2 separate regions of the Arachis hypogaea genome follow, and region 2 is linked to region 1. Evidence: chromatin contacts called from public Hi-C data. All regions are on one chromosome and are shown on one strand. The core of a region is the stretch at or near the end of the contact, and the rest is flanking DNA. Distances in the headings are between cores, read along the strand shown. Region 1 holds the start of LOC112798246 (ankyrin repeat domain-containing protein EMB506, chloroplastic). Region 2 holds the start of LOC112798307 (protein REBELOTE).

Region 1 (6,032 bases), core at 1,639-4,138:
TTTTAAGCCAAATAGGATACTAAAACATAACTCAGTCTTATACACTTTAAACCAAACACAATACAGAAACTTAAGTCTCTGTCTCTCAGTTTATGTCTCCCCGTCTCTGTCTCAGTCTCTCTTTCAAATGCAGCCCGAGTGATTTAGTGACTTTATCATTGAGCAGAACAAATGGAAATTCAAGTAGTGGTAGGAAACATAGCTTTCAAGGTTTGTTATGTGATTTTCTTGATGGGAATTATGCTTATCGATAACATAGCATCATGACCAGTTACAAAAGACTTTCTCCCTGATGCTCTGAGTTTGGGTTCAAGATTAATTATCAAATGAGAATAAAGGAAGCCCCAAGATTTATGCCCAGAAAGTTAGAGCTAAACTGAAAGACTAATGATATGCGGTCTATTGAAGGAGTTCTATTGGGGATATGTAGAAAAGAAAATTCATGTGCTTGTGAGTTGTGATAGTTGGTTGCTATTAAGAAATCTCATAGTAAAGTTTGATAAATTCATTCCACTTTAGAAATATGTTTTTCAGTAAATTTAGGATTTGGAGAAAGTTTCATATGCCTTTCACTTTATTTCTTTCACTCAACAGTTGTCACTGATCAATTATATAGTTCACTGACGATACAAACTTCAATTATCAAGAAATGCACAAGAAGCATATTTAAAATACCATATTAATTGGAAAATATTTTAAATTTTAGCATAAAAGAACTACTCTTCTATAGCTACACATGATTCAAGAAAGTACAGAGAACAAATCCTACCAACATCATAAACATGTTATGCATACACGTGTCTTCTTTTGAACCCATCCATAATATCTTTTAATTCATGTAAAATCCTGCTTAGCTTAGATATGCATTCTTGAACTCCAAGAATATCACGCAGCGTAGAATCCCACCAGTGCTTAATATTCTGCCTATATTGCCATTAGTTGCCATAGAAACTAGAAATGTGTATCATATAGAGGACTCAAGAATCAATTTGAAGGATTGCGCAAATGAAATTGAAACAGTTTAAACTTCAAGGGTAAAATTAAAACTTTAACAAAGGTTAAGAAGAAGAAGGAGCGATTCATCAATCAGAAGAAGAAAATACAATGAACACAGAAAAGAAAAAAAGATAAAACATTTATCGAACAAAATGATAAAAGTTGGAAGACGAACCAAGAGCGGAGGAAGAGGACCACCTCCGGCAATGCTGTGGCCGGAATCCGTTAGTGCTTCCTCAAGCAAAAGCTAGAAAGCAGAGAGAACAAGAGTGAGAGAGAATCAAGGTTGTGAGAACCGAACCCGTCAATGAACCGGTGAAGTGACTGGTTTAATGGTTTAGTAGTTCAACAGGAGTTCAACGGGTTTAATTAAATATAAAATAAAATTATTAAAAATTTTATATAATTTCAAATATTTAAATTCAATGAATTGTAAACTAATAAAATTCAAAATTTCACAATTTTACATAATAAATTATCTATAATTTATCATTAGAAGTTCACAAACAACTTCAAACATCAAAGTTTATAATTAAAAAAAATCAAAATGCACATATATGCTCCTGATCACAAATCATAATCATCATAAAGTAAACTAACACAGTGTTCAATATTAGCTAAGATCAATTATTTGGTATTCTTCAGACTAATTAAGGCATTACCATATAAAGTACACTATTAAGGAAACTAACATTAAGTCATATATGCTACTAAGCAAACTTAACACTGGTTCATATAACTTAGAATGCCACATCCCCAAGAAATTAACAGAGTGAAATTTCAGGGCTTTTCAACAATTTTCTGGTTGGCTTTAGATGAGGCTATGTATTTTGCAACATTGGCGCAGCAAACAAGCTTATCAGTTTTCTCATCCGGGATTTCAACTGAAAACTCTTCTTCCCGCATCAATCAGAGCCGGATCCAATTGAAGAGCACAAGTATCTCAATTACATATGGACACACTCATTCCAAGCAAAGCACCATCAACAAGTCAGAATCAGAAAATTCAGTAACCAACTCAGAAATCAGAATCAATATAACAAAACTTAACAATGCAGTGAAGCACATAAAGGATAACACTTATCCGCCACCAGAAGAAACAACAATAACAAACAAGTTTTTAAGTTTAACTAATTTTACTCACGAACAAGCCAACAACTAATAAATTAACTCAGAATTAGAACAATAGCACAAAAATAACTCAGAAAATTATCAATAATTAACAAAATAACAACAATCCAGCCCTGTTAATAACAATGAACAACGAAGAAAATTAACTCTGAAAACAACAATTAACCTAGAAAGACAGCAATTAACTCCCAAAAATGAAACTGAAGAAGCAGTGGAGGGATGGAGGCTTACAAACTCAGAAATTCAGTAACTCAAAATAAGCCAAAATTAACAAACTCAATCAGAAATCGGAAAACCAAACAAAATACAAAACAAGCAAAAATAAATTGAAGCAGCAGTGCTTACTGGCGGTGAAGGAGGAAGGCAAGTGACAGCGATGGAGGAATGGGAAGTGACGGCAACGGAGAAGGGGAAGTGAGCTCGGACAGAGAGCAACAGAATGCTCGAGGAGGGATGCTGGCCTCAGACACACAGAGAGAGAGCGCTCGAAAAGACGATGACTGACCAATCAACCTTCGCGACGGCGACGCCACCGGATAACGCGTCCTCGTGCGACGGCGACGAGAAGAGGAGCGATGAGAACTACGAAGAGTTCTGCGATGAGAAGAGTGAGACGGCACCCACGCTTTGTCCCGCCAGCACCCTATACTGGAGGAGAAGAGTTCGGCGATGAGGGACGGTGACGGTGGCTGGCTGGGCTTAGGATTAGGTTTCAGAGAGTGAGAGAAAGGGGATGGGTATTTCTTCGTTCTTCTTCCGTCGTTTTCCATTGATGCACCGAACCGGAGACCATGAAAAAACCCGGCCGATCCCGACGGTCAGTTCTCTGACCGGTTTTTACAAGGCGCTTTTATACCTTAATCAAATTGGTTAAGTGACCAATTTTTAATTAGTCCGATCGAACCGGTTGGTCTGACTCGGTTTCCAAGACATTAGAGAGAATAGCGTTCTTATCTATGAAGTACGGACACTTTGCTGTGTTATCGTGTCTGTGTGTCGGACACATTTCAAATAAAAAATTCTTTCTCGGACACACTTAGACATGTCTAAATACCATCACATATCAGCGTGTCTAACCTTATTCTTAACATGTCTTCTTGAAATGAGTTTAGAAATAATATTTATTATTATTTATTAAAATAAAAAATATTTTTAATATTTTTAATAATTGAAAAAGATATTTAAAATAATTAAAAAATTATTTTATATTTTAATATCAAAATATCATTATAATTTATCTAAAAAATACTTTATATTTTATATATATGTCGTGTCTCCGTGACTTATAAAATTTTAAAATTCATGTTTTCGCGCGTGTCCGTAACAGTGCTCGTGCATCATAGGTACAAAAGCAATTTGGCATCCCAATTTTCTTGCAACCATAGATCTGTGTTCCTAAGTTGGACTGGGCCAAATCGAGTAGATTTGGACCCGGTCCTAAAAGCTACTAGATCTATTTTGACTCGATATGAAAGTGATCCGAAATAAATCAAGTTAAATCGAAATCTACCCGATATTAAATTAGTATATAAATTTATAAATTTCATATAATAAAGTAATAAAATTTATTTTTAAAATTAAATTTAAAATAAATTATTTTAAAAAAATAATACCGTATAATATAAAAAGTATAAATTAAAATATAAAAGTATAATATGACATTACTATCTTAATATCTTTACTCTAAAATATATTTTTATTGTAAAAAATAACTTCAGACCAGGCGACTCAAAACATAATTCCGAACCCGACCCGAAAATAACATTAAGTATGAACAGCAAAATATGCCTTAGATCTGGGTCGGATTTTGGACTAACCCGGGTCTTGAACACCCCTACATAGAAGTTTAATCGCTTTGTTGCCCAATTAATACATGAAAAGCTATTTGTGAAAATAATATTCCGCTAGGTAGACAACAGGAATTGTAAACAACGTGAATAATGAGATACATCCTACACCCACTAAACACGAAAATAACATCCAATGTAATTACCCCATCGTGTTTCCAATTTCACTTTTCTATTTTACCTTCTTTCCTAACCTAAACCCTATTTTAACTTGCCCCTAATATCAATCCAATTTTTTCACCGCCACCTTCCCTATAGCCAAAAACGAAGCTTCTCAATGCTGCTATCATCCGTTGTCACTAGCCCGCCGAGGAGAATCCCAGTTCTCCTATTGCTCGGTCGCCGCACCATTGCTAATGTGTCACCTCCGTGTAGTCGTGTCTTCTCTCCATCCTTTGTGTACCGCTGCTCTGCCCATTTCGAAGCCCTACCGCTACTCCAACGATGCACCTCTACCCTTACTTCCACGCCACTACGTCGTGTCTTCGCCACTTCCATTGCATGCCGCTTTGCTTTGTTCACCAAAATGGTATGCTTCAAATAAACATCTATATCTTAGTGAAAAGAACCATCCGTATACATAGTAAAATGAACATCCACCTTAGTTGATAAGAAATAACTAACAAGTTGACCAAAATGCCATCCGTGCTCCATGTCTAAATGGTGTAACGCAAACCCAACTTGAATTCAAGCAAAATTAAATTAAATCTAATCCAAACCACATAACAAAAGAAACCTGCAGAGCATGTGTATGCAGAATCAAATAAATCAAGAAAAATATCAATGGTATACTCAAATAAACATCCACTTTAGAATGAAAAGAACCATCCGCATACATAGTAAAATGAAAGGTTAAGTACAATTTTGGTCCCTAAAGTAGGAGCTGAAAATTTTTTTCGTTCCCAGCCTTTTTTGCCTATAAAATAGTCTCGAAGGTTTAACTTAGTTTTAAAATCTTCTTTTTTATCAAATTTTTTATTTTTATTCCGAAAATACCCCTAACTTAAAAAAATAAAAATAATAAAAAGAAAAAGAAAACGGGTTAATGGGGAAGGGTATCACGCTTTGGGGGGTGGGTTTGGGTTCAGGAAGAAGAGGGGGAAGGGAAGGGGAAGGGCCACCTCCGCTGCCCCTTGCCGCCACCACTCCTGCACCTCATCATTCGGTCCTCGCCTCGCTGTTGCCTTCGTCTCACCACAACCCACCCTCACCTCGCCGTGACGCGTTTGGCCCGCGCCCTCGTGTTCCTCACGTCCTCCAGCAACGTCCTCTAGAGAAATTTTTGGTAATTATATTTATGGATTTTTGGTTCTTGTAATTGAAGATGAATTTGGAGATTTTTTATTATTGTAATTGCATCTGAGTTTTGTTAATGAAAAAGGAAGAATTTTAGTTCTGAGTTTTGTTAATGTTTCTTAGTTTCGATGAAGATGAGGATGATTTTCTTATTTTTCTGAGTTCTGAGTTCTGCTTTCTGAGTTTTGATGATAATGATGATGATTTTCTGAATTCTGGGTAGGGTGATGCAGATAGTGATAGAGTGGTAGTGGGTGGGAGGTGGTGGTTTTCTGAGTTCTGGGGGTGATGCAAGTTCTGGCGGGTGATGCAGATGCAGATGATGATGTTTTGAGTTCTCGTGGACGGACGGGCACCTTGCGACGGCTCTCCTTCCGGTGGCGGAGGAGATCTGTGTAGGTGGGTCGGCGGCACATCGTGGATATCTAGCAGCGGAGGTATGAATAGCAAGCGGTTAGAGGAAACGGGAGGACGATGCGAAGAGACGGAAGGTGACATCATTTGAAGAAAAATCAAAAATTAAAATTATGATTAAATCTAATTAACTTAAAAAATAATTTTAAAAATTAAAATTAATTTGTCTCTTTTTAACTATTATTTACGTTATTTAGAAGAAACGTTATTCCCTATACTTTCTCTTCTAAAAATTTTGATGTAGTCTATGTAAAGTTGTTAATTAAAAATTGTTAAAATAATTTGAGATATTTGATTAAGAGCTTATTTGGATGAGTTTTTTAAAAAAGATAATTTTTCGAGTTATCT
Region 2 (6,032 bases), core at 1,210-3,709, 280 kb before region 1:
TCAGCCACAAAAATATGCAACAATAAATATTGCATCCAGAACCCGTAGTCATTTCATCAAGTTAATTTTCTCAACATCTAAAAGACTGTTCAACTACTAATATATATTTGCACGGGCAATCCTTGTTGCTGCTGCTGGGAGTTTTGATTATTCTGATAGGATGCTCATGTTTGGAGAAAGTAATGATGATCATAGAAGAAAGTTTTCATTAAATTAAATGAAGAAGAGCAAGTATTGATAAAAAAAATTAGGATCACACAGTAACTAATCAAAGAAAATATACGTAGAGTGATGAGTGCAATACAAAAAAAAAATATCAGTAGCTGCCTGTGATGAACTTTTTATACAAATATTTCACATTTATGAAGATTGGTGATTGGTGAAAGTGGCGCTGTATCATAGAATAGTAGAATCAGTGAAGGCGGGATGCAGCAAAAAGAAAACCCTAACCATCAGATGAATTTTTTAAAAATTATATTAATTTTTTTATTTATTTTTAATAAAAGGAGTGAAAACTCAAATGCAATTAATTTTATGTGAAGTTTATAGTTGAGAATTATGAATTAATTTGACAGGTTTGATTAAATTATCATTTAATAACTCTTAACTATTAACTTTACATGAAGTTAACTGCATCTGAATTTCTATCTAAAAGGGGTAATATCAAGATTCTGAAAACCGAACCGTTTTAGTTGCTGGTTCACTAGTTCATTGGTTCAACCGGTTCAACCATAGTTCAACCGGAAAAACCGTTTTATAATAAACGCCTGATTCTATAAAAATTCAATGAATAAAGCAACTGGATCTAAACACTCTTCTACTGCGTTTTTTTACTTCAAAAGGGGATCATAAACAACTAGTTCTATGAATAAACAAACTACAATGATATGCAATGCCAAAAATAGGCCAATGAAATAATAAAGGGTTTCTCTCTTCAATTCTATGTTCAAGCTTGTAGCAGACCAGAATCAACAGAATAATACCGTTGAAATAATCTTTCTTCTTAATTCTTATATACCTCAAAAAATTTCCTGCAAAATGAAAATTGAACACAATACACAGCTTTAAAACAAAAACAAAACAACACTCAGAAATCAATCACCTCTTCCAAACACAGCCTTAAAACAAAACAAAACAACATTCAGAGTATGAGCATTGATCACAAAAAATTGATTTCTGAAACAAGACAAAAACAGCAGAACAACATTCAGAGTTTGAGCATTGATCACAAAATATTGATTTATGAAACAAAACAAAAACAGAAGAACAACATTCAGAATTTGAGCATTGATAACAAAAAATTGATTTCTGAAACAAAACACACACACAACAAAACCAGCAGAACAGCATTTAGAGTTTGAGCATTGATCACAAAAAATTGATTTCTGAAACAAAACAAACAATCAACAAAACAATGAAAACAGTTTTTTTTCCCTTCAGAAGAAGAAAACAATGAAAACATGAAGCATACAATAAATCAATCATCACCAATATCCAGCAAGAATCTCAAAGACAACAATAAATACACAACAACAATTTAGCAAATAAACAAGAACAAGACCTAAATAGAAAATCCAACAAATTAAATCGTAGAAACCTAACAATTAGCAAATTAACAAGTTCACACTAACAGTTAAAATTTACCCGAAGAACACTAATGCAAGTGGAATCATCATGCTAATATGTTTTCTACAAAGATGCTATTTGTGCAGCTAAAATTTCCTAATTACTAAGATCCAATTATTCTAATTTCACATGCAATCAACTTACTAAGTTTCTAAAAGCTAGAAATGATAAACCAACCCGAAATATGGTTAAAGCATTTCATCAAACGTGTTGAGTGCGGTAAACTTAAAACGAAATAAGAGAATTCAAAGCTTAATATCAATGTGATAGAGAAGAAGTTGCAGAGTTTGAAGCAGAGTATTGGTGTTGTGTGACTGGATTGTCTGGTGGCGGGTTTAGGGAACTCACGGCGGCGACAAAAGAGAGCAGTTCGACGGCTAGGTGGAGTGCGCGGGTTGGGCAGAGTTTGAAGCAGAGCAACGTGGCTTCCAGACGAACGCGAATGCGAACCCGAACGGTGAACGGTGAACGGCGAGTGAACGCGAACGGTGAACGCCGAGCAAACTTGAACGGCGAAGAACGCGAACGAAGACGCGAACGTGAATGGCAAACAAACGGCGGCGGAAGCGCGGCTGGGCAGACAAAGACGACGGACGCCGAGCTCGAGGAAGCAGCTGCGATCGGTGACAGTGAACAGGGATTGAAGATTTGGAGCACGAGGGAAGCTAGATAGAAAGACGGACGGCGGCAGTATGCCACTCCTTGCGGCGGTGTAGGCTTACAGTGCTAGGGTTTTTTGGCCGAGTTTCTGCGAATGAAAGAAAGGGAGGGAGAAAGGGAGAAAGAAACGAAGGAGCTTCAGAACCAAGAGTGAAGTAAGCTAAATTTTCCAAAAAAAACGACGCCCTTTCTTTAAAACCGGTCAGTTCACGGTCCGATTCAACCGGCCGGATCGATAATTCTTCTCCGGTTTTTTGAGAGACCGTTTCAGGAGGCAACCGGACCATAAATAGAGACAATTAAAATTTTAGAGACTAAATTAAAATTCACATACAAATTCAGGATCACACAATAGTCATTTTCATATCATATCCTATACAATTCTTCTAAAAAATAGTCTGCAATTAATGGAGTTCATCGCTGTCATGATGCCACTATTTATGCATCCTCACCAATCATTGCCTCCTCCATGTCATGCAACGATTCATACATATATGATTAGCTTAACTGATATATCTTTTTACGTGAGACTTTGTCTTTTTCATTTGTCGATACATATTTGGTTTTTTCCTTCGGATGAAATGTCATGTTTGGTCCCTGAATTTTCAATCGTACTTCAATTATACTCTTGACTTTAAAAAATTACCAAATAAGTTTCTAAAATTACACAATGTTATTCTTCGTTAGTCCTTCAGTAAATTGACATTAATGAGACACTAATGTGGGATGTTAACTGCCATGCTGGCTGCCTAATAGGTAGTGTGACGTAGACACTACAACATGTAAAAATGGTTTTCTAAATTAATTGTTTGTGCTCAAATTAATCCCATCATGAAATTTAAAACCTTAAATCCCTAAATTTGAGATCATCTTCGTTCTTTTCTTCTCTTTGTCTAAGAGATCTCGAATCTGAAAATCATCTTCGCATAGTTGTTGAATAATGATGGATGGTGGAGATACAAGTCAAAGAAGCTCAGATAGAAACTACTCAAGTGGGAGGAAAGGCATTCGACCCAAAATCGCTGCCAAGAATGTAGTATTTTGCAACTACGGTTTGCAAGCAATAATCAAGTTTTTTAAAACACCAGAAAATCCAAAAAGACCATGTCATGGGTATCATAATTATGAGGTTAGTAGTTTGTCCAAGAAATTTCATGTTTCATACATTGAGGAAAGCCGATTTTAGCATTTATTTCTTCTCTTTGCAGTTTGGAAGCCATTGTAATTTTTTTCGTTGGACTGATGGATAAGATGAACAACAAAATGTTGGTCAATTTCAACAAAAAGTGGTGAATGAGTTTAAGTGGAGGCTAAAAAATTTGAAGAATGATATTAGGTCACTAAAGATGATGATGATGGTTATAGTGTTTTTGCAGTGACTATCACTATTGGTCTAGTTGCTTGTTTGGTTAGCTTTTTAGTAAACAAACAATAGATAATAGAACTTTAGGATCCCGAATTTTGTTATGTATCAGCTAATATAAGATACTGTGTTATGCAATCATGAAATTGAAATGCAATATTGAAACAAGAACTTTCATTCATTTTGAGTATGTGTATTTCTTAGCACCAAACATAATTTTGCCACATACATTATTAACAACATTAACATGATAAAAGATAGATATATCCAAACCTAGTAATCCCAAATTCAGATTTCAAACAGTAATTATATAACATAACATAAATGTTATATGTGCTAAAGCACACAACATAAAGATAAACATCAAAATATAGTATTCAAACAAGACACTTAAATAGAAGAGTTCCAACTAGCTAGGCAATACCAATGACAAAACAAGGACAGATCAATTTACAATAACATGGTTAACCCAAAAAAATCTCCAATGCCTAGTTTGGTCTAACTTCTATAACTTTAAACATCATGTGTTCTTTTGAGGTGACTTAAACCCAAGAGTTGGTACAAACTTCATCGGTCTTGCCATTTTTTAGTAGTTGCAGCACTTGCTCTTTGAATTGTCTCCACTAAAACTAAACTTGGTGGTGGAGCATCCGATGCAGCATCCTCATTGCGCTTTAACAATTAGCAATTTGTTCCTTCTACGAAGTTGCCACTTTGGCTGGTCATTCATTGTACGGAACTATGTTTCCACAAAACCAAATTTTATCAATATACATAATACAAGTCAAACTAGTTATAATTTAGATTTTTAGATTAGTAGAGGTTACCTCTTTATTAGTTTGATCCTAAGAGAAGTCTTATGACTAAGTGACATTTTGGGAGAGTTCAACCTCATCAGGCCCTTCTTGGTTGCCTAAATCATTGCCTTGGTTTTTCTCAGGTGCAGCACTTTTTTAATCACCAGTAGCATTATCTTCCTGTTGAGTAGTTGCTGCTGCTTCTTCTACCTTCAGCCTCTTTATTAGAGCATAGCTTCTTGTGGTGTGACCAACATCCTCACAAGTTCCACATATAAATTTACCATATGTCCTCTTTAGTTTGGTTGCTTTCTTCTCTTGGCTTTCTCCAAAGGTGCCTTCACTTGAATTTTTCTCCTTTTATAAATTTTAGGTCTTCCAAGTGATTTTCTTGTTAAGGGAGGCAAGCAGGGTGTCCCTTCTGCCATCTCCCACATATCTTCACCCCTTAATGGGTTGATGTGATATTCATAGGTCTTATTGTAGGAACCCGTGGTGACTCATTCATGGACATAATTCTCTTGTCTTCTGTTCATGGCTGCAATGGCTGCTATAGCATGGCAACAAGGTACCCTATAAAAAAAATCAGTAACTTAGTTAATAGATAATTAGTTATTAAACAAGTAATAGATCTTTAGGTTTAGAATACTCATGTTATACTTGAGAGATGCCACCCTTTGCATGTAAATCCCGTAAAATTAATGAATAATTAGTCAATAAATTAATTTTTAATAAAATAAATTAGAAACGTAAATTGTATAGTTTAATAAGATAGAGCTAATTAAAATAAGAATTTTGACACTAATTTTAAAGAATTTGGCCCAAAATTGGACTGAACGGATCAAACTGGTCGAACCGGACCCAAATCGAACCCATGAACCCAACCAACCCATCAAATTAAATGAGCTTCAACTTATTCTCCTTCCCTTGCATGCAAAGAACGCAGAATGCTCAGCCAAGTGGGAAGAACATTCCCAACTTTCACAAACCCTTGGATTTCATTCAAATCCCCATATCTTCTCACTCTGAGCTCCGATCGCTGCACCGTTTTTGGCCACGCGTTCGCAGTGACGAGCTCTACAAATCTCAATACGTTATAAGGTGAGGAAATCACATTCCTAGTTCCTATTCTCTCTTCTTTAGTTTGAAAATATCATGGTTTTAGGGTATTGAGATTTTGGTTAATTTGATATTTTAGGATCAAATTGACTTGAGAAATTAGCAGGCTTTTGCTAAATTGAGGTACATACAAGGTAAGGATCATCAACCCTAGTCAATTTCTTGTTTATGTGTGTTTGGGTATTGAAATTTGGTATATAAATATGGTAATGTGAATTAGGTGATATATGTATAAGAATTGGAGCATATTTGTGGAAATTGGAGGCTTGAAATTGGTATTGGTTGCAAGATTTTGGGTGTTGGAGGCTTGTGAGCTTGCTTAATTGTGTTGCCTGGGGTTATACGAGAAAATCGGCTAACGTATGGTTTTAGTTTCTCATATATAATATGTATGGTGTCGTGAAAACTTAGGCTAGACGACATAGGATAAGTTGAATTGTATGTTTGATGCATGTTTAGTGACTTTG

Evidence for each region. A called contact is a pair of places that touch in the nucleus more often than the background predicts.
Region 2: a contact with region 1 is called in a Hi-C map of leaf, with 2.9 times the contacts expected there. The contact joins the promoter of LOC112798307 here to the promoter of LOC112798246 in region 1. A contact is called at or near these places in 2 of 8 Hi-C or Micro-C datasets (both in leaf).

What each region holds. Positions count from the first base shown.
Region 1 is chr1:13,710,234-13,716,265 of arahy.Tifrunner.gnm2.J5K5, reverse strand. LOC112798246 (ankyrin repeat domain-containing protein EMB506, chloroplastic) reads right to left here and starts at 2,888. Exons shown (of 8, transcript XM_025841501.3): 1 at 2,473-2,888.
Region 2 is chr1:13,987,572-13,993,603 of arahy.Tifrunner.gnm2.J5K5, reverse strand. LOC112798307 (protein REBELOTE) reads right to left here and starts at 2,459. Exons shown (of 14, transcript XM_025841603.3): 1 at 1,975-2,459.